Regions from separate parts of the Mus musculus genome. Here all the other regions are linked to region 6. The links are chromatin contacts, called in public Hi-C, HiCAR-type, HiChIP or PLAC-seq and promoter capture Hi-C maps. All regions are on one chromosome and are shown on one strand. Each heading gives the region's core, a stretch centred on a gene start, on an enhancer-like site or on the middle of the called end of the contact. The rest is flanking DNA. Distances are from core to core; before and after follow the strand shown.

What was found. Promoter capture Hi-C pulls out the DNA fragments that hold promoters and counts their contacts. Hi-C and Micro-C count contacts between places; a contact is called where the count stands out from the background. HiCAR-type assays count read pairs that join an accessible place to other places. HiChIP or PLAC-seq counts read pairs in DNA pulled down with a chosen protein or histone mark. Capture Hi-C pulls out chosen DNA fragments and counts their contacts.
Region 1: an H3K27ac HiChIP or PLAC-seq map of microglia shows a contact between it and region 6, with 5 times the contacts expected there. The contact joins the promoter of Ypel2 here to the promoter of Ppm1d in region 6. A contact is called at or near these places in 3 of 39 promoter capture datasets (hippocampal neurons, liver and pre-B cells) and 1 of 115 datasets of contacts at active chromatin or transcription factors (microglia).
Region 2: a Hi-C map of B cells shows a contact between it and region 6, with 5 read pairs. The contact joins the promoter of Heatr6 here to the promoter of Ppm1d in region 6. A contact is called at or near these places in 1 of 39 promoter capture datasets (pre-B cells) and 1 of 484 Hi-C or Micro-C datasets (B cells).
Region 3: a HiCAR-type map of astrocytes shows a contact between it and region 6, with 2.7 times the contacts expected there. The contact joins the promoter of Ptrh2 here to the promoter of Ppm1d in region 6. A contact is called at or near these places in 3 of 39 promoter capture datasets (hippocampal neurons, liver and pre-B cells), 1 of 115 datasets of contacts at active chromatin or transcription factors (astrocytes) and 1 of 9 other capture datasets (adipose tissue).
Region 4: a promoter capture Hi-C map of liver shows a contact between it and region 6, with 4 times the contacts expected there. The contact joins the promoter of Smg8 here to the promoter of Ppm1d in region 6. A contact is called at or near these places in 2 of 39 promoter capture datasets (hippocampal neurons and liver).
Region 5: a contact with region 6 is called in a promoter capture Hi-C map of adipose tissue. The contact joins the promoter of Trim37 here to the promoter of Ppm1d in region 6. A contact is called at or near these places in 3 of 39 promoter capture datasets (hippocampal neurons, liver and pre-B cells) and 2 of 9 other capture datasets (adipose tissue and liver).
Region 7: a contact with region 6 is called in a promoter capture Hi-C map of pre-B cells, with 4 times the contacts expected there. The contact joins the promoter of Prr11 here to the promoter of Ppm1d in region 6. A contact is called at or near these places in 6 of 39 promoter capture datasets (the 3T3-L1 cell line, the C10 cell line, hippocampal neurons and 2 more) and 2 of 9 other capture datasets (adipose tissue and liver).

Annotation. Positions count from the first base shown.
Region 1 is chr11:86,992,341-86,995,040 of GRCm38.p6, reverse strand. Ypel2 (yippee like 2) reads left to right here and starts at 1,279. Exons shown (of 5, transcript NM_001005341.3): 1 at 1,279-1,449. Gm51915 (a long non-coding RNA gene) reads right to left here. Exons shown (of 3, transcript XR_003949754.1): 3 at 704-2,698.
Region 2 is chr11:83,752,329-83,755,028 of GRCm38.p6, reverse strand. Heatr6 (HEAT repeat containing 6) reads right to left here and starts at 1,392. Exons shown (of 20, transcript NM_145432.3): 1 at 1,088-1,392. The coding sequence starts at 1,306. It overlaps Wfdc21 (WAP four-disulfide core domain 21), which reads right to left. Exons shown (of 3, transcript NM_183249.2): 3 at 2,383-2,535.
Region 3 is chr11:86,682,503-86,685,335 of GRCm38.p6, reverse strand. It overlaps Ptrh2 (peptidyl-tRNA hydrolase 2), which reads right to left and starts at 1,262. Exons shown (of 2, transcript NM_001098810.3): 1 at 1,213-1,262. It overlaps Vmp1 (vacuole membrane protein 1), which reads left to right and starts at 1,500. Exons shown (of 12, transcript NM_029478.6): 1 at 1,500-1,596.
Region 4 is chr11:87,085,441-87,088,140 of GRCm38.p6, reverse strand. It overlaps Smg8 (smg-8 homolog, nonsense mediated mRNA decay factor (C. elegans)), which reads left to right and starts at 1,364. Exons shown (of 4, transcript NM_024262.1): 1 at 1,364-2,700. The coding sequence starts at 1,388.
Region 5 is chr11:87,125,755-87,128,470 of GRCm38.p6, reverse strand. Trim37 (tripartite motif-containing 37) reads right to left here and starts at 1,396. Exons shown (of 24, transcript NM_197987.2): 1 at 977-1,396. The coding sequence starts at 997.
Region 6 is chr11:85,309,845-85,312,544 of GRCm38.p6, reverse strand. Ppm1d (protein phosphatase 1D magnesium-dependent, delta isoform) reads right to left here and starts at 1,291. Exons shown (of 6, transcript NM_016910.3): 1 at 622-1,291. The coding sequence starts at 1,072.
Region 7 is chr11:87,107,322-87,110,021 of GRCm38.p6, reverse strand. It overlaps Prr11 (proline rich 11), which reads left to right and starts at 1,308. Exons shown (of 10, transcript NM_175563.5): 1 at 1,308-1,381. Ska2 (spindle and kinetochore associated complex subunit 2) reads right to left here and starts at 761. Exons shown (of 4, transcript NM_025377.3): 1 at 718-761. The coding sequence starts at 750.

The sequences.
Region 1 (2,700 bases), core at 30-2,529, 1.7 Mb before region 6:
AGTGACAGGTGACGTTTTTGAGTCACCCGGGGATCTACCCAAATACCAGCCTGGGTTTGTGTGTAAACTGCTGCCAGATAGGAGACCAAAGGTTCCTGGGCCTCCTTCAGCACCCCAACCCCGCATGAACTTTTTTTTTTTCTCTTTTTCAGTAACCTGGCTAGCTTGGACCGATCTAACCAAGAATGACCTTAAACTTCTAACACTTCCCAAGCCTTGGGTTATAATTGGGCTATAAAGCAGAGAACCACCTTGTCCAATTACCTTGTGTTTTTTTCTCTTCTAAAATAGCAATGAAAACATGTATTTTGCCCCAACACCATTCAGAATCCCAGTGTCTTAGAAAAAAGGGTGGGTCTGCCGTGTCTCCCCCGCCCCCCCCCCCGCAGAAATTCTTTTATCAAATTGACCTGTTTTCCGGTAGGAAGACTCTGCCCCACTCCACCCACCTGGTGCCTCCCTGGACTTCCCGACTGTCATGAGTTTATTTTTTAACCCTCTCTTCCTTGAAAAGCACCACCCCACTGACCCAGAATGCCAGTTCCTCCCTTTTGGTCACCTTGACTACTCTTATTGTATTTTCTGTTGCTAATAGACCTCACTAACCATTAGCAATAGGGATCCCAGTTTCTCTATAGTCTTTCTCTATGCTCTTCCACTCTCAGTACTGGGGATCCAACCCAGGGACTCGAACACACCAGACAACCCTTTCCTAGTTTTAATTAGGAAATTTCGAGCAGGGCAGAGGAAATAGAGAATCTCCGCTTCTGAGCAGGGCATGGGTGGGCATGACGAGACTGGTACTATCTTACTAAATACACCTGCCTTGAACTCTGCGGGTCACTTTTAGTAACTTAGGCTCTGGGTCAGGAGTGGCTTAAAAAGTGGAGCGAGGAATTACTATCTAGGTTCTCAAAACAAAAGCACTGTAAATCCCACTTCCCAACATAACCCCGGGTCCTGGGAATCCCAGTAAAGCCAGACAAACAGGCTCCTATCTCAGAGAGCTCCCCCACTCTAATCACCTCTTCTCCCAGCCCTGCCCGCCAGCTGCCAGGACTGGCGGGACCCAGACCTTGCCACACTCCTCGCACGCGCGCCCCGCCAGGGCCGAGGGGCGGGTGGGGGTTGGGGGCGGGAGGCAGGGAAAGCAGGGGCGGAGTTCCGTCCTCCAGTGATTGGCTCCTGGCGGATGGGCTGCGGCCGTGCAGGGCCAACCAGTGGCGTGTTGCTATGTGCTGAGCCGATGGGATAGGCGCGGGGGCGCGTCTGTCACCCGGCAAGCCCCCAGCCCGGATTCGGAGGGATGCGGAGCGGCAGTGGCGGCGGCGGTGGCGGAGACTGTGGCTTTAAGAGCGCGCAGGGAGCGCTAGAGTCAGCCGTGCAGTCCTTCATCGCCAAGCACTCCGGAGAGCCCGGCGCTGGCCGGACCGGGCAGCCTACCGCCAGGTATGAGGGATCTCGAGCTGGGCTCGCGTGGGCGTGGGGCGCATTCCGCTCCAGTTCGGGCTGTGCGCCCTGGGGACGGTCGGGCTCCTGGGCTGCGTGCAGCCGGGCTCGGCTGGGGCGGTGCTGTCGCGGTCCCGAGGGGGCTCCCCGAAGGTTCCCGGGGTGCTAGGGGCGGGGAACGGGTTGCTGCAGCCACGTGACCGGTTTGTTTACAAACACTGGCGCGCGCTCCGGGTTCGGGACTCGGCGGGTGGCGACGAGCCGCCTGGCAAATATGGGGACCCAGAGACCTGAGCGCCAACGCCTCCCTTGTTCGGCGTGACCCACCCCCCACGGATGGCACCCGGCGGCACCCGGCTGTATGGTCGATGTCTCCATTGAGATAGTTGGGTCTGGGGCACGTCGCCCTCTAAAGTCCCCGGAGCGCTTCGGCAGCCCCAAGCCAAGGGAACCACAGCGAGTTCCTGCCTGGACGCTTCCCGGCGCCTCCCCTGCGGCCTTGCCAAGGGGTGGGCACGAACTCTGTTGCCAGACTCGCTGCGGGGGCCTCTGCGGAGAGTCCCTCCCGCAGCTGGCTCCTGCCTCTCTTCCTGCTTCAAGTTTACCTGCCTGGTTGCTGACTCCCTTCGGGTGATTTTTTTTTTTTTCCGAAACAGTGGAACCTTACACCCGTCTCCTGGCTGGCACTTAGGGGGAAGCACTGTTGCTTTGGACCCCTCGTGCAAAGAACTGCCTGCCACCTCTGACTTCACTTTTACCCACAGTTTTTAAAAAGCTGAGCGAGCATCCTCCGGTTTGCCTAGCCTTCCACGGCCCGGCTGCTGGAAATGGCAAATGCGCCGGAGCCCTGCTTTTTGGCTTCCTTGTTGATTTGTTGTTGCCACGTTGGAGGGTCTTTGAGCCACTGAGTTGGAGTCCTATTAGTCTTTTGTTCCTCATGCTTGTCTTCGTTCTCGCAAGATGGGCTCCCTGTCCAGAGCACTGAACAACAAGCCTAGGGATTACTTTTCTGAACCCCATTTACAGAACATTAGAGGCACAAAGGAATTACAGTAAACCTCATGCTTGAGGCTCTGCAGTAGTCTGCCTGGTTTGGGGGTTTACAGGATCTGGTCAGTAAGATTGGGTTGCTTTTCCTTTTGGCACACACTGCTGTAGGTTTTACCTGAGTTCAGTCCATCAGCTTTCTTAGCATTTGATATTCTTATCTTTGAGGAAGTTTCACTCTCTTTACATCATTTTGTAAATTCT
Region 2 (2,700 bases), core at 143-2,642, 1.6 Mb after region 6:
AGAGATGCGCAATGTCCTCAGGTGCCTGAACCCGAGGCACCAAGTGCCAAGTGACTGAACCCAAGAGGAGAACAAGGAGAGAAGAATGGAAAGGCACACATTTTGTTGTTGTTGTTGTGCAAAATAGCCAAGTATATAAATAAAAAGCTCCCTTAATTTCACTTAGTTCCACTCTGCTCCCTTATCCGTGGTGAGCTGCTCGGGATTCTTTTCCCCTTTACATCCTTAAGCCCCATATTTTTCTCTTACTGTTTGGCCGCTTGCTTCTGCCATTTGCCAATATACATAGAAAATCTCTGATTATGCGTACACTTGTATGCGTTTTGTTTGTTTTTTGTTTTTGTTTTTCCAATAGCAGACTCTGGCAAAGAATAGTCTGGAATGGGGCTAGAATAGAGGAAGATCAGTGAGAGACTAGGGAGAGAAGAGTGTGAACTGAGAAACATGTTTGAGACAGACTGAAGAATTTTAATCCAACAGGCTCCAGGGTAAAGAAAAGAAGCAGTGTGCATGCCTTGTGTGTATTTGGGGTGGGGTAGGGTAGAATGAATAGGGGATTAGGAGTATGGGAGACAATGTATTCATCTATACGAGCTATCAAGTTTGAGATGCTCGCAGGTAGGACTGGCTCAGGGGTTCTGGGAATCAGTGATATACAAGAGCGGATGTGTATGAATGAGATGATCCTGACAGGAGAAGTGGAAGCAAACGAGAGCTAGTGCCGAAACAAAACAGAAAATACAGGCCTTACGACAAATTTAGGTTCCAATCTAGCTCTGCCATTTGCCCAAACCGTGACGCTGGATCTCTTGTGAGCTTCAGTGCGTACATCAGCGAAATCAACTAAGACTACCCTCGCTCCGACATTCCCGGAGTCGCTCACCAGGGATGGCAGCTGAGGGCGTCAGAGCAGAAGCCTTTGAAAAGATGCTGGCTTGCAAGCTTTCAGATGGAGGGCAGAGAGATATGGCACGGACCGAGGGAGAAAGCCAGCCTGGAACTAAGTCATCCGGGACGTGGGTGAGAGCCGGAGGGGCCGGAGGGAGGAACCAGCCGTTGTCCGGGCAGGATGAGGCGCGCCGCCTACCTCGGGGGCCACGCCGCCGCCCTCGCTGTAGTTCTCGGAGATGAGCTGGTCGAAGAGCAGGTGAATCTCCATGCGGGACACGGTGCTGTCATCCGGCTGCAGCGCGCGGAGCCTGGCAGACAAGCGGCGGAACCCATCGTCCTGCTCCGGCGACAGTTCCCGCGGGGCCTCTCGCGGCTGCCCACAAGGAAGAGAGGCGGCGACCTGCACCGCCGCCATTTTTCCTCCGTGAGAAAGCCTGGGAAATACTTCCGGGGCACCGCTTGGGGCAGGGCCTGGGTGTGTGCTCCAGTTCCGGAAAGCCATCATTTGAACTGTAGGTTGCAAGTCGTTCTGTGATTAGGATAGGTAAAAGGCAGCAGAAATAAGGCCACCCACCACCCCTTACCCTCTCAGAAAGTTTGCTCTTGGGCAGGGCTGACGTTGCTAGAGTTTCAGATTCTGGCTGGAGTTGGAGAGCACTCTTCTACATGGCAGTGACAGAAAAGTGAGCTATATGGCTTCCTTCTACTCTTGATGTTCTGATAGGACACAAGCTGGAGTTATCACAGAGAAAGGAGCTTCAGTTGGGGAAGTAAGTGCCTCCATGAGATCCAGCTGTGGAGCATTTTCTCAATTAGTGATCAAGGGAGAAGGGCCCCTTGTGGGTGGGACCATCTCTGGGCTGGTAGTCTTGGTTCTATAAGAGAGCAGGCTGAGCAAGCCAGAAGAAGCAAGCCAGTAAGTAACATCCCTCCATGTCCTCTGCATCAGCTCCTGCTTCCTGACCTGCTTGAGTTCCTGTCCTGACATCCTTTGGCGATCAACAGCAATGTGGAAATTGTAACCTGAATAAATCCTTTCCTCCCTGACTTGCTTCTTGGTCATGATGTTTGTGCAGGAATAGAAACCCTGACTAAGACAAAAACTTAACGTATTGACATTAGTAGCTTTTTCACGATTAGGATTAGATAACTGAGAGGAACAGTTTAAAGGAAGGAGGATTTATTATTATTATTATTATTATTATTATTAATTTTTTGGTGCACTATTTTAGGTGGTTTAAGGCTATGCTTGACTGAATCTGCTGCTTTGTAGTAAAGGAGAATGATCGTGACAGCAGGGGTATTTGGTTGAGGCTTCTCACCTAAAGCAACCAGGAAACAACAAGAAACATGTCAAGCCCAGGACAAAATACCCCGTTGACCTATCTCCTCCAGCATGGCCCCTTCTTCCCAAACAGTACAATCAACTATGGACCAGGGAGACGTGTCATATTCAAACCATAACAACCTCCAAGAAAATAACTCAAGAAGTGTTGAGACTTTTACATTAATGATTTATTAAAAGAAACAACTCCTTGTCCCACTCCACTGTGCTGCTTGTAATCTCCATACATGGCCTCCATTTTCAACTGTTTTCTTGGTCACAGAGCTCCAAACAGACACATTTTTTTTTCCAGGTAGAAGCTATAGGAAGAAATGAACAGTAATCAGGGAAGATGGCCTTTGAGAAAATTCTTTGTTGGAGAAATAGATATAAAAATTATACACGAGACCTGCTGTTTTGGGTACCTGGCTACTGCCCAGAGTGCAATGAGAAACATTAGATCTTGATGCTGGAAATCCATAGCA
Region 3 (2,833 bases), core at 13-2,512, 1.4 Mb before region 6:
GATAGCTGCCTGCCAGGTAGAATTAGGAGTCCTCACAATTTCTAGGTTGTAAAATAAGCAAATCAGATTTGGGGAAAGTTAACGTCTCTACATAGCGTCTATTACAGGATGGGTAATATACTATTCTATCCAAACTGCTAAAGAACCAGACAGGCTGTCATTGCTACCACAGTTCTTTCTTTTTGTGTTTCATTCTTGAGTTTTGTGCACCACTCCCTGCTGACTTTTAAAACTTTAAACCTTCCTCTGAGTTATTTAACTCAACTTCCACCCACTGCTCACCTGACCTTTCTCACAGTTTGCAGTCTCCTAAGCAAAACTACCTATTTGCCTGGAAATATGGATAATATTACACACACGTACATAGTTGGCCCTTCTGTCTGTCCCTATGCTGTCCAATGTGGTAGAGATTAGTGTCACAGAGCAACATATGGCTAAATATTCTTGATCTGCCTTTTCCTGGAAACGGCAACTATGCCTTTGTTTCCAAAGGCTATTACTGACCACCTTGCAACCATGTCTTACTTCAGAGGGTTGTTATGACCAACTTATGTTCACTTTCCGCTGCTATTAACACTGTTTATATGCCAAATCCCCCATTTGGAAACCAATACTCCTGAACTATAAAAATCCTTATTTTCCCCATGTCCAGTGCTGATCTCTTGAACACTGCCTTTTGGGAGAAATAGTCCGTGTAAACGAATAATAATAATAAAAAGTTTGCTTTAATTAATCTGGCCATGATTTGGGTCAGTGGTCTTCCACTTCGAATCCATGAGATTAACAATAGCTTCAGAGTAGAGCGCTTTGCTCACCATGCACAACGTGCATGCACCGCAATACCAATAAATAAAAATACTTTTGAATCCATCTTTAGAATTCTTTTCCTTTTCCAAGCTGGGCTCAACAATTCGAAGACGGATATTTAAAATGTATAGTGTGAGGCCTGTTCTCCATTTTTTTCACGCTAGGGTAGCGTATCAATGCCACCTCTAAGAGGAGGTGTTGCCAGCGACTAAAATTCTGGGTTCTATCTTGGCTTCTTCCAAAGGTTTGCAGAGTAGGCAAGGCAGGCAGCAGCCACGGGGCGGAAGACAATTTATGAAGTAGCTAGGGGGAGGCCGACCGTGGGGTAAGATGATAAGATGCTTTTCAGTAGAGCCATTAAGAACTACACTCCTCTGCACCGTCCTAGAAGGAGTCGAGACTTACCTGGAGCTCGTCTCGCTCACCTCGCAGGTCTCCAAGCCAGAACAAGGAACACGCTTCGCGCGCGCCACCTACTCCTTCCGGGTTTCCTGAAAAACTAGTTCCGGATCAGAAACTACGAAGCGCAGTCATCCTTCTTCTTGTCACACCCACAGAGCCCGAACCGAGAAAGCCGAACCGAAATCCCGCGAGGAACCTCCCGGTGGCCGAAAGGAGGGGGTGGGGGTGGGGGAACGTTTCTCTTTTGGAGGCGGGCTCCTTAAAGGAGCCGGACCGGAAGTGACGCGAGCGAGTTCCGGTTGGCTGGAGCCCAGCGGCGGGTGTGAGAGTCGGTGTTGTGAGCCGCTTCCAGGATCCTGCGATCCGGAGAAGCCGGGGTCTGAGCGGGTAGGTGAGCGAAAGCGGGGAGTCCGGAGCCCAAGCCGAGCTTTCCCACAGCTCGGCCGCTTCCGCAGCTCCCGCACTTGGGTGATGCAGACGCAGAACACGCTGGTTTCCACTTGAGATGGCTCAGGTCACTGCTGACTGGCTGTGTCAGCTGGCGGTGGCCAGGTTATGTGGGACACCTCTCCGCGCTTGGTTACCGGGACATTGAACCCAGACACTCGCGACAGTTCGTTCCAGACCTGGAAGCCGGCTTTGGCTTTCTCAGAGAACCTCACTCCCGAGCTGTCCAGAGCCTTGGGTTAAATGAAGAGGGTCTTCGCTGCTGCTGATTCTCAGGACCTTTCAATGGGTTTTTCTCCTCCCGGGCCACTAGCGCAGTATGCTAAGTATATCTCCGAGAAACGAAGGTATTCGGGTGTACCGACAGTGCAGAGTAGTCAAAGGAAGGGGTCATTACCTCTCAGAGTTATTGCTGTGGACCCACTCAGCTTTTCCTAGGACTGTCATTTAAAAAAAAAAAAAAAAAAAAAAAAAAGAGGGCTCTCCGCTTTTTCCAAAACCTTGATCCCCAACATTTTTATTTCCCCGCAGTGGAAGTACTTGCAGCAAGATAGGGACTTAAAGGTCTTTACGATTCCAAACAGTGTATGGGCTTAGCGGGTTAGGCAGCTATGGGTTGCTTATGACCTCCAGTTGATTTTATGTAAACATCTTTTGCTTTTCTACTCCAGCAAAGAATCCAGGAATGCATAGATCGGCTGTGTATGTGTCTATTGGCAATGTCATTCCTTACCTTTCAGTTCTTTCTTGACGCTTGTGAGAGGTTTCGTAGACAGATTGATCATTTAGAGAACCTTTTCCAGTGTTTCTCTTGGCCTAATGAAGAATTTAATTCCAACTGTTTTAGTTCATTTTTTGAGATGGGGTTTCTCTGTGTAGCCCCGGCTGTTCTGGAACTTGCTCTGTAGACCAGGTCCACCTGCCTCTGCCTCCCGAGTGCTGGGTCCGGCTATATTCCAGCTGTTATTGTCTGAGAATTGTGTTGTCCTTGGGTCTGATTTTAGGGAAGAAGCTTATTTACTACGCTGTATTTTTGTATTGGAGGTGATGTTTTTGTTGACCTTTGGGAGAAAGATGCTGGCGTACCAGACACATGATCAGTTGGAGTAGATGCAAAGTGATTCTGAAGTGGGAATCTCTTCTGCTTAACTTATTTGCCTAGGTTATCTAAAACACA
Region 4 (2,700 bases), core at 115-2,614, 1.8 Mb before region 6:
TAAATTATTAGATTAATTTTCCACAATTGGTTTGTTTGTTTGTTTGAGACAGAGTTCCTCTGGGTAGCCTTGGCTGTCCTGGAACTCAGTCTGTTGGCCAGGCTGGCCTCAAATTCAGTTCAGAGATCCACCTGCCTCTGCCTCCCTAGAATTTTCTACAATTCTTTTGTTGATGTTTATCTTTTTGTTTTGAAACAGATTTTTTTATTTTTTGGTTTTTCGAGACAGAGTTTCTCTGTGTAGCTCTGGCTGTCCTGTAGACCAGGTTGGCCTTGAACTCAGAAATCCGCCTGCCTCTGCCTCCGGAGTGCTGGGATTAAAGGAGCGTGCCACCACGACTTACAGTTTTCTTACAGTTCAGACTGGCATTGAATTTGAGACATAGCTCAGGATGATCTTGAACTTCTAATCATTCTGGCACCTCCCAAGTGCTGGGTTTGCAGCATGGGCCACTATACCCAGTTTATACTGGTGCTGAGGATAGAACACAGGACTTCCTGCATACTAGACACGTAGCTCTCCACCTCCACGTCTTCTATTTCTTAAAGATTAATTTTGGAGTGTGTGTGTGTGTGTGTGTGTGTGTGTGTGTGTGTGTGTGTGTTTTGCAGGCCATGGGTGCTGCAAAACAAGAGCTCCTTTTCTCTGTAAGAGCAATATCTGAATGTTGGAATCACAGAAGTGCAACAATGTGTTTGGTGCTCTCGCTCCTCCCTCCTGTCCTTTCTTTTTTGTTTTCTTTTCTTTATGGAGACAGGGTCTTGGTATGTTATCAGGCTAGCACAGCTGCTGTGCTCAAGAATCCTTCTTCCTTGCTGGGTGGTAGTGGTGCATGCTTTTAATCGCAGCATTTAAGAGGTAGAATGGGGGCATGGGGGAGAAAGGAGGAAAGGAAGAAAGGAAGGAAGGAAGGAAGGAAGGAAGTTAGGAAGGAAGGAGAGGGAGAGAGAGAGGAGAGGGAGGGAGGAAAGGAGGAAGGAGGAAGGAAGAAAGAAAGAAAGAAAGAAAGAAAGAAAGAAAGAAAGAAAGAAAAAGAAATTAAGAAATTCTCCTGCCTCAGTCTTCAGAAAAGGTGAGAGTATGATCAACCACCCACGCTGAGCTGTTAGAAGAATCAGTTGGAACTGTTGTGGGTTTTGGCGTATTCTTTAAAACTGAAACGGCAACCAATCTAGCTTTCGATATCTTAAACTCGAGTTGAGTAAACGTAGCGCTAAGACCTTGCAAGGGACACGAAAAGGCAAAGGGGTGGAAGGGAGTGTTGGGGGGAGGGACAGACACCCGGAACTCAAGGACTAACAGGCGGAGGAGGGATTTCACAATAGGACCGGGTGGGTTGGGATCAGCGAGGGACCGGAAGAACGCTAGAGGAAGCTCTTTCTCCGCCATGGCGGGGCCGGTCAGCTTGCGCGAGCTGCTCATGGGGGCGTCGGCCTGGCTGGGCTCTGAGAGTCCTGGAGGCCCCTCCGCTGAAGGCGGGGGAAACGCGGCTGGCACGCCCGAGCCCCCGTGGAGGGAGGATGAGATCTGCGTGGTGGGAATCTTCGGCAAGACGGCTCTGCGCCTCAACTCCGAGAAGTTCTCTCTGGTGAATACTGTGTGCGATCGACAGGTTTTCCCACTCTTTCACCATCAGGATCCTGGAGATCCAGGAACTGGAATCAAGACCAAAGCTGTCTCTGTCGGAGAGGCGGGAGGAGCCGGAGACCCCGGGGCTGCAGCCGGGGATTCACTTCGCGGAGGTATGGCTACGGCGGAAGGTAACCGAGCTGAGCCAGGTCCCCAGGACTTCAGTCTTTTGCAGGCCTATTACAATCAGGAAAGCAAAGTTCTGTATCTTATTCTCACTTCCATCTGTGACAACTCACAGCTTCTGCGTGCTTGTCGGGCCCTCCAGAGCGGTGAAGCCGGAGGGGGCCTCTCTTTACCTCATGCAGAAACACACGAGTTCTGGAAGCATCAGGAGAAGTTACAGTGTCTCAGCCTCCTTTACCTCTTCTCTGTCTGTCATATCTTGCTCCTGGTCCATCCGACGTGTTCCTTTGACATCACTTATGATCGTGTATTCAGAGCCCTGGATGGACTGAGACAGAAAGTACTACCCCTCCTCAAAACAGCCATTAAGGATTGCCCAGTTGGCAAAGACTGGAAGTTAAACTGCCGACCTTGCCCACCTAGACTCCTCTTCCTCTTTCAACTCAATGGGGCCCTTAAGGTGGAACCGCCTCGGAGCCAGGATACAGCTCATCCAGATAAACCCAAGAAGCACTCTCCCAAAAGAAGGCTGCAGCATGCCCTGGAGGACCAGATCTATAGAATCTTTCGCAAGAGTCGAGTCTTGACTAATCAGAGTATCAACTGCCTCTTTACGGTACCTGCCAACCAAGCTTTTGTGTACATAGTCCCCGGAAGCCAGGAGGAGGACCCAATTGGCATGTTGCTGGACCAGCTTAGGAGCCATTGTACCGTGAAAGACCCAGAATCGTTGTTGGTGCCCGCACCCCTTTCTGGACCTAGGCGGTACCAAGCGATGAGACAGCACAGCCGCCAACAGCTCTCCTTCCACATTGATAGCAGCACCTCGAGTTCTTCAGGCCAGCTAGTGGATTTCACTCTTCGAGAATTCCTGTGGCAGCACGTGGAGCTGGTCCTAAGCAAAAAAGGTTTTGATGACAGTGTGGGCAGGAACCCACAGCCTTC
Region 5 (2,716 bases), core at 147-2,646, 1.8 Mb before region 6:
ACGCCGGCACATCAATGCACACCCATGCACACACTAAATAAACAAACATTTGTAAAGATATCGTGATTAGAGGCAAACTAATTCAGAATCTGAATTTCTGTCCTGATGTAATCAACTAATTATGTGAGCCTGAAAATCTGCAGCCACTATAAATGCGAGTGTCCCTATTGACATTAAGTTAATAACTAAAAAAAAATTGAAAACAGGGAAGTTTACCCACGTCTATTTTTACTCCATTCCAGAAAAATTAAACCCTCCTAAAACCAAGAAAAGTTTACAAAACCTTCACACAACTTTCACAAGAGCAATTAAGTAGAAAATTACTGATGGTCATAACTGCAAGACCAGGTCCTGAGAGATGCGGACTCTTAACTGGCTTTGGGAAGACAATAAAACCATGGGGGTGAACTGGGTTAATCTCAAGAGCAATGCTCAGTAAGTTATCCCTTATTTTTAAAAAGCAAAAATCATGTAGTACTTTAGTCTCTGAACGGTTCACGCCCCCCAGCCCCCAAGCAATCGTTTTGATGATTCTAGCCTTTATGGAAATACCCCAATCATGAAATCATCTTACAAGAATCAATGCTGGAAACTACTAGTCTTTAAGTCAGTCGAGTGTGAGAGAGGTGTGTGTGTCCTACAAAATGAACCGCTGAGGGTGAAAAAAATGTTTAATCATGCAGAGCAAGTCGTGGCGAGAAAGCAGGGCAAGTCCTTCCGATGAATTTGCAATTTTGCTCTAGAAAGGCTCAGCCTGCAAACAGCGACGAGAGCAGGTGCCAAGGCATCGCTGGAGCTCCGCAGCACCTGACTGCGGAACAGATTCAGCACCGGGCATGCTGAGGGCTGGAAGCACTACCGCCGGGCCAGCCTCCCTCTCCGCGACTCGCAGAGGCTGCCTCCCACAGGGAGGGCGAGCGCATGGGGCCCCGGATAGAAAAGGAGCCCAGCCGCCACCCTCCGTGATGCCCCTCACCTCCACACTCTGCTCATCCATTGCCTCCGGCTCTCGGCGGGGCCCTCGGCGACCCTCGGAGTCCGTGTCTGCGCTGTCAGGCGCCGGCCCGAGGTCGCCAGGTCAGCTGCGCTCACCTCAGCAGGCTCCCACAACAGTGCCACCTCCGCGCCCCATCCCGTCGGGTTCCCCACCGGCTACCCCGCATTTCGCCATTTTTTTTTATCCGCGCGCCAGCCCTGGGGCGGAGAGGGAAGGGCTAGCGGTAGCCGCAACGCCTTCCTCCCGCCTCAGCAGCTGGCCTGCGTCCGCGTGGGAGCCCTGGCCCACGTGACGCCGGCGCGCGCGTGTGAAAACCGCCGCGGGGCCCGTCCGGGGCGGAACAGGCGCCACAGAGAATTCGCAAACACCAACGGTAACCAGGGCAGCTAGAGGCGCGGCAACGGGGCGGACGCGATGCGCACGCGCACTCGGCGTTGCGGGAGGGGAGGGGAGGGGCGGGGCGGAGCGGGGCGGGAGGAGAGGCGGGCGCCCGGTTCCCGCGGTGCGCGCAGCACACGAGACTTGGAGAGGCGGTGCCGCGGGGAGGCGTGTCGGGCGTCGGCGCGGTGCCCTTCGCCTCGCAGATTTTACCGCCAGTGATGTAGGCTCCTTGGTGCGTCCTAATTGGAAGAAGCCACGCTCCCGAGTATTAGGAAGGGACGGAGAGTCTTATTTGCGTTCCCATTGTTTGTGGGTCACCTAAGGAGACCCTGGAGCCGGGAACTCTTGCTTGGTTAGTGTTTGCTTTCCGCCTCTGGGAGGAAACGCAGACTTTAAGCTTTAAAAAAAAAAAAAAAAAAAAAAAAACTTAGTCCCCCTCCATAGTAAATGCATTTGAAAGCTCCAATTGTAATGGACCGGCGATTTCTCTTGACCTGTTATTTTGAGACAAGGTTTCTTTAGTTCATGATAGACTGGACGTATAGTGAAGTCTCCAAGCTTCCTGGAAGTAAGGATTGCAGGGGAGAGGTACCACGTCTTCTCATTTTGGTGAGACAATTGGATCCACATCCCACCGACTAAGGCTTTCTTGCAGCTTGAGTTGTTTTTGCTATGGGGACTAACAAAGAGTCTAGGGAATCGCTTCTAAATTCCTTCCAGAAGAGACCAGTTAGGGTGCAGAAATTGAGGGTATGTGAGACAAAAGGCGTTGGTCAAATACTTAAATCTTAATTCTTCTCTTAAGCTTATTACAAAGTTATTTATGAACCCAATCCAGAGAATTGATAATCTAGAAAGAATCTTTTCGTTACTAGCAACATTTTTTAAAAATTATATGAACTATAAACAAGATTTATGGAGGTAGGACGGATGGCCCAGAGGTTAAGAATACTTGCTACTCCGGGGGAGGACCACTCTCTAACCCTGCCTTTGGTCTCCAGCCTATACTCCAACTCCATTCTGCCCACCTAAAACACCCACACTCACATGCACATATATTAATATAACCCAAAATAATCTACACACACATAATTTAATTAAGTAGAGATAGAATATGCTTTCACAAGCTGGGCATGGTGGAGCACTCGTTTAGTCCCAGCATTTGGGGGACAGAGGCAGGTGGAGTTCCAGGACAATCAGGGATACACAATGACACCGTGTATTGAAAAACCAAAAGCAAAAAAGGCTTTCATTTCAAACCACTTATGGTCTTTGAACTAGATGCAGGCTGATAGTTGCAGAATAATTTTACTAACGTGTCCTGAATTGTACCTTTTT
Region 6 (2,700 bases), core at 42-2,541:
TAACACGTTGCACACCTTTCTCATAAACAATTCAAGGGATTACCCCAAAACACTATCACAAAAGTAAGTTGCCTATGTTACACTTCAGCCCTTCTAAATTGACTTACATCGAGCCAGAGCCATTCAGGTCAATCTGAAGAAGTGACACCACCGGTAGGAGGCAACCAAGAGGAACAAGCCCAACAAGAACAAAATTATGACAGATGCTAAGGGAACGCTCCAATTCTTGCCACCTCCTGCTTCTTTCACCTAGCCCGTGTAGAAACGTTTCTTAAATTTATCCCTCGGTTACAATCTGGCGCCGGCATTCAAACACTTCTGAGCGTGCTGCTACCAAAGTGAATTAGCGAAGGGAGAGGGGAGACTGTTGCCCCCTGATCGTAGGAGGGAGGAGATAATGCAAGGAGCGGTTGCTGGGAGACAAGCCATCCTAGCGTTTCCGAGGCCACTCGGTGTGCCTAGAACTCCAACCATGACAGTCTTCACTCGCATCCCTTGTTGGACAGCGTCGCTTGATGGATAGCGCTCTTGGTACCGGGGAGGCCCACGCGGTGCTGATGCTATAAAAAGCCCAGGGGGATAAGGGGAGAAAAGAAAAAAAGAGGCGGGCGGGGAACTTACCCAGTTTCTTCCACATGGCGAGGTGACAGGCGAGGAAACCTTTGCGGATGGCAGCGCACACCTTGGCGGGCTCGGACGAGGTGAAGCCTTTCTGCTTCTTGATGAAACCCCACAAGTGCTCCCGGGCAAACTGTGCCGCCTCCCGACCGCCGTGCCCGTCGCACACTGCAAAGAAGGCCACCGAAGAGCGGCGGCGACAGCAGCGGCCAGCGGGTAGCGAGGCCGCGGCGTCCGGGGCAGGGTCGCGGGCCGCCGCCGGGCCTTTTTCCGATGGCCCGACGCCGGCGAGAGTGGGGGTCGCCGGCAACCCGAGCGCCCGCCGCGGTACCGGCGCCGGCTTGTCCTCCGCAGCCGGCTCGGGCTCCACCACGATCTGAGTTACGTCCTCCATGTACTTCCTCCCGCCCTGGTCCGAGAAGACGCTCACTCCCAGCGAGTACAGCCCCGCCATGGCCGGCTGCCCGGGATCCCGCCGTTCCCACGCAGCCCGCCGAATTCCGAGGCGGGAGACACACTCGCCGCTCGCCGGCCAACTATTGTTTATCTTCGACGAAGCCGAGAGTGAAGAGGAGGCGGTCCCCGCGGCGGTGGGGGGGGGCGCGTGATGTCGGGACTTGTCCGCGAGAGCTGGGCCGGTCGAGTCGCGGGCGAGAGGAGCCGAGCAGCTGCGCCTGCGCACTGAACTCGCTCCCCGCCCGCCCGCGCCCACCATACAAATCAGACGTTCTTTCCCCCCCTTTCTCCTGATGACGTCACTCGGCTCGCTGAGACAGACCAATCAGGAGTCAAGAAGAGCAAGCTCGCCCCCGCCCTCCTTCCACCCCCGCATCTCTCTGCAACCGCTGATCTCGCTCGGCCCGCCGACCGGGGGAGCGCGCTCCTTGCCCGGTTTGTTTTCTCCAGCCTAGGGCTTCTGTACCCTGGGGGTTTTCCGCTGTTACTAAGCGGCTGAAGCCTCAACCTGTCATCTTTTTTTCCCCTTAAATCCCTAACGTGAGACTTCTGGCTTTTCCCCTTTGGTCCTTTTGCAGAGCCAGTTTTGCCTCCCGCGATTGTGGAAAATTTGCAGAGGTCAAAGGTAGACTTGACCTTCCACTTATTTCAAGCGAAATGGCGCGAAAATGCCCTGCAAAGTCGTTGGTCCGTGCGCTAGACCAGCGTAGCACGCGTGAACTGGCTTGGGTGGGACTTGTCCGGCTGGGAGTTAAGGGAAGCAGTCGGGTTTACTTAAGAAGACTTGGAATTTTCCACCGCCAGTTGCACAGCCCTGTTTTCCGCGATAACGTTAGGTCGGAGACCTGTCGGCGAGTTTAATTCCTAACACTTTACAGCCCTTTTTTTTTTTTAAGTATTTTGCATATTTCTTCCTCTTTTCAGCGTCGTTAATACTTTTTCGGACTCGTCTTGAATACAGCTATTACTGCAGAATCTAAGTTACCGTTTGGAAAAGGAGCATACAACAGGATCTCCATGCCCTAAAGACACGGTTATTTCCCTCCGTTCACAGAAGTTGACAGTCCCAACAACAAAATGAATGCTTTTAGACTGATTTCCACGAAATTGAAATAAGTTCTCGAGTGATCAACTTAATATTTTCTTAGCACCATATTCTTTTGAGGGAGTCAACGTGTTCCTTTATTATTTTCTGTACAGCCTTTGAGATTTCACAAAAAGCGTAATGGAAACTTATTTACAGCAGCATGGGAAATGCAAACAACAAGGAAAGGCTTTATGCTGGCCTGCCTTTCAACAACAGTTTCTATACCTCCCAAGACAATTCCTTTTAAAATTGTCATTAAATATTTATTTCATTTTCATTATGTGTGTATCTCTGTGGATGTTGTGTGGAGTCCCAACCCTCCGCCTACAACTGGAGTTACAGGTGGTTGTGAGCCAGATAGGCGCTCCAAACCAAAAAGCAGTGCAGGCTCTTAACCACTGAGCCATCTCTCCACTCCCCTAAAACAGCATTCTGAAATAACTGGGCCTTAACTTTTTTTAATTACTTTTTTTTTATGTACATTGGTGTTTTGCCTGTATGTGTGAGGGAGTCAGATTTCCTGGAACAGAAGTTACATA
Region 7 (2,700 bases), core at 59-2,558, 1.8 Mb before region 6:
CAGCCTTGCCCGCAGCCGCTGAGGGCCTTCGTCCAGGGTTCTCCTTGCACAGAGGAAAGGAATTGAGCATCTAGGAAGCAGAAAGCCGGGCCTGGGGCAACGCCGCTCGCGCCCCGGGAAGGAGCTCCAGGCTCGGTCCCCGCGGCGGCTCCTCTCCCAAGCCGCAAAGAGCCCAGTCTGCGGAACCGCGGGCAAGTTTCTCGTGCAAGTCTAGCATCTTCTTTCAGACTGTCCCAGCTCGCCTGCGAGTAGGTGCATGGTGGACTTGAATTTCTCCGCGCCCCTAGACTTCTGCCCCACCTCATCCTCCATCCCCCTTTTCGGGAGACGTAAACGACCTCTCTCCTCCTCCGAGCTATTAAAGACCGTTCCAGTCACGCTTGGGCAAGGAAGGTAGAAATTCGTGAGGCGGTATCTGTGCCGGGCGCGGCTCCTGGAGCCGATGAAGGAGAAAACCAGGACCAGGGAATTACAAAGGCCCCACACCCTCAACATCTCCCGCCATTTCCCTCACGAGTTCCCCGGATGTAACCCCTTCCCCCGCGGCGGTTAAGAGACCAAGGCGGCGGTAGCTCCCGTAGGTGCAGAAAGAAGGAACTCAATTCAGGTTCCAGCTTCCACAACCCAGTTTCAGGAGACTCTAAAATGCGCTTCACCTTCTAGGCCATCGGTGGAGCACATTAATTACCCAGTAGGTTTCCTTCACTCTCCACTCACCATCAGTTCCAGCTTATCGACCTCCGCCTCCATATTGAATAGTTGACATTCCTCAGACCGCTGAGGCGCTTAAGCTGTAAGCCGTGCTAGCACTGAGGCCCTCCATTGGACAGCTGTCACTCAACGTCTTGCGCTCATTGGCTAGTACGTTCCATCGGCGCCCGCCCATTGGCGCCTGGGTAACGCCCCTCGTTATAAAACGCACTTTCCTGTTGGACAAAGACACAAAACGCCGCAGGGGGATTGGCTGCTGAATATATGAATTTTTCCATTGGCTGCCTTATGGTCCCTACTTTCAAGTTCATACTTGGAAAAGAGTTTGCGATTGGTGTACTCGGAAGCAGCAGCAGCCAATGACATAAAAGCTTCCACTGCGGGCCTAGGCGACGTGACACACCTCCTTTTCTCTCCGGCTTCCCCGCCCCTTCTCGCCCGCCTTTCCTTATTCATACAAGAAGCGCCTCAGTTCCGATTGGCCAGGATGTGATGCTCTTTTGGCCAATCGTAGTCCAAGCTGTGCTTTGATCCTTTCAAGACAACGAACCCTGTAGAGACCACGTCTACGATTGGTCGCTCGTCGGCAAAGATTTAATTTTGAAATTTTCTTTATGGTGTGGAAGAGGCTTAGGCCCGAACTTCGTCTAATCCCCAGGCTCTTAGACTAGTAAGTGCAACGACGTTTTTTCTCTTTGTTACCTGGTCCCGTCTTCCGTTACTCGAACTGTTGATGACTGGGTTCTTATGGAGGTGGGGTCTTGAGCTGGACAGGGAAGGGAGATGGAGCAGAAAAGGAAAGGTTTCGGGCAGGAGAAGAGCTCCGCTGGCAACATCTGAGACACATTTTTTATTTAACACTGCAATATATAGTTTGAAGTGATTGCCTTTTTGCTCAGTCTTTGTCGTAACTTTTTGCTTCTCAAAGGGGGCCCACCGACTGGCGGTAATTGGCTTCTCTGGGCGCTAGCGAAAAATGCAAATTATAGGAATCTACCCAAATTTCCTATCACAATGTTTATTTAACCAGATGCTCTCCCCAGCCATTCTTCAGCGCATTTACGTTTATGGAGAAGTATTTTATGTCAGGTAATTTTACAGTGTTCCATGATGCAAAATGACTTCTGACATCTACTTTAAAAGTATACCCCTTTTACTGTGTGTCTAGTAGTGTGCTGGGTAAGACTAAGGACCTGTGGTCACTCTGAGAAAGACACAGGGAAGAACCGGGTGGGGTTGGGGATAGCAATGCTTCACGACTTAAAACAAAATTGACTATAGGACAATGGCAGAGATCATGCTTCAGCATTCAAGGCAAACCAACTAAACTGATGATGGAAATTAAATTGACTAGAGGGGGATGTAAAACATGTGTTTTAGAATAGTGATGATGAAGTAAATCTGTCACTTATGCTGCTGCTACAGTTTTAGAAGTGCCCCTGGCCAAAGACCTTTCCATATAACTGATGGAGTTCTTAAAGAACCAGCAGTGTCAACTCATGAAGAAGACTAATTATATTGTTCTGAGACAGGAGCTTGTGTATCAACAACTAACCCAGACTTTTTTAAATTTTATTTTTTCAGATAAGGATGTATATTTAAATATAAAACAGAAATATTTTAAGTACTATTAAGTGTTTCAAAATACCTGTCTTTTTTGTTTGTTTGGTTGGTTGGTTGGCTGGTTGGTTTTGGTTTTTCGAGACAGGGTTTCTCTGTATAGCCCCAATTGTCCTGGAACTCCCTCTGTAGACCAGGCTGCCCATGAACTCAGAAATCCGCCTCCCTCTGCCTCCCAAGTGCTGGGATTAAAGGCGTGTACCATCACTGCCTGGCTTCAAAGTACCTGTCTTAAAACAAACCTTTCATTTTGGGTAATTGTATAAAGCCTGTTAAAGTTACTATAGCCCCATAGTCTATTAGAAAAAGTCATGGTCTCTGGAGACTTATAGGTCTTCATTATACTTCATTGTATTATATTAGGCAGAT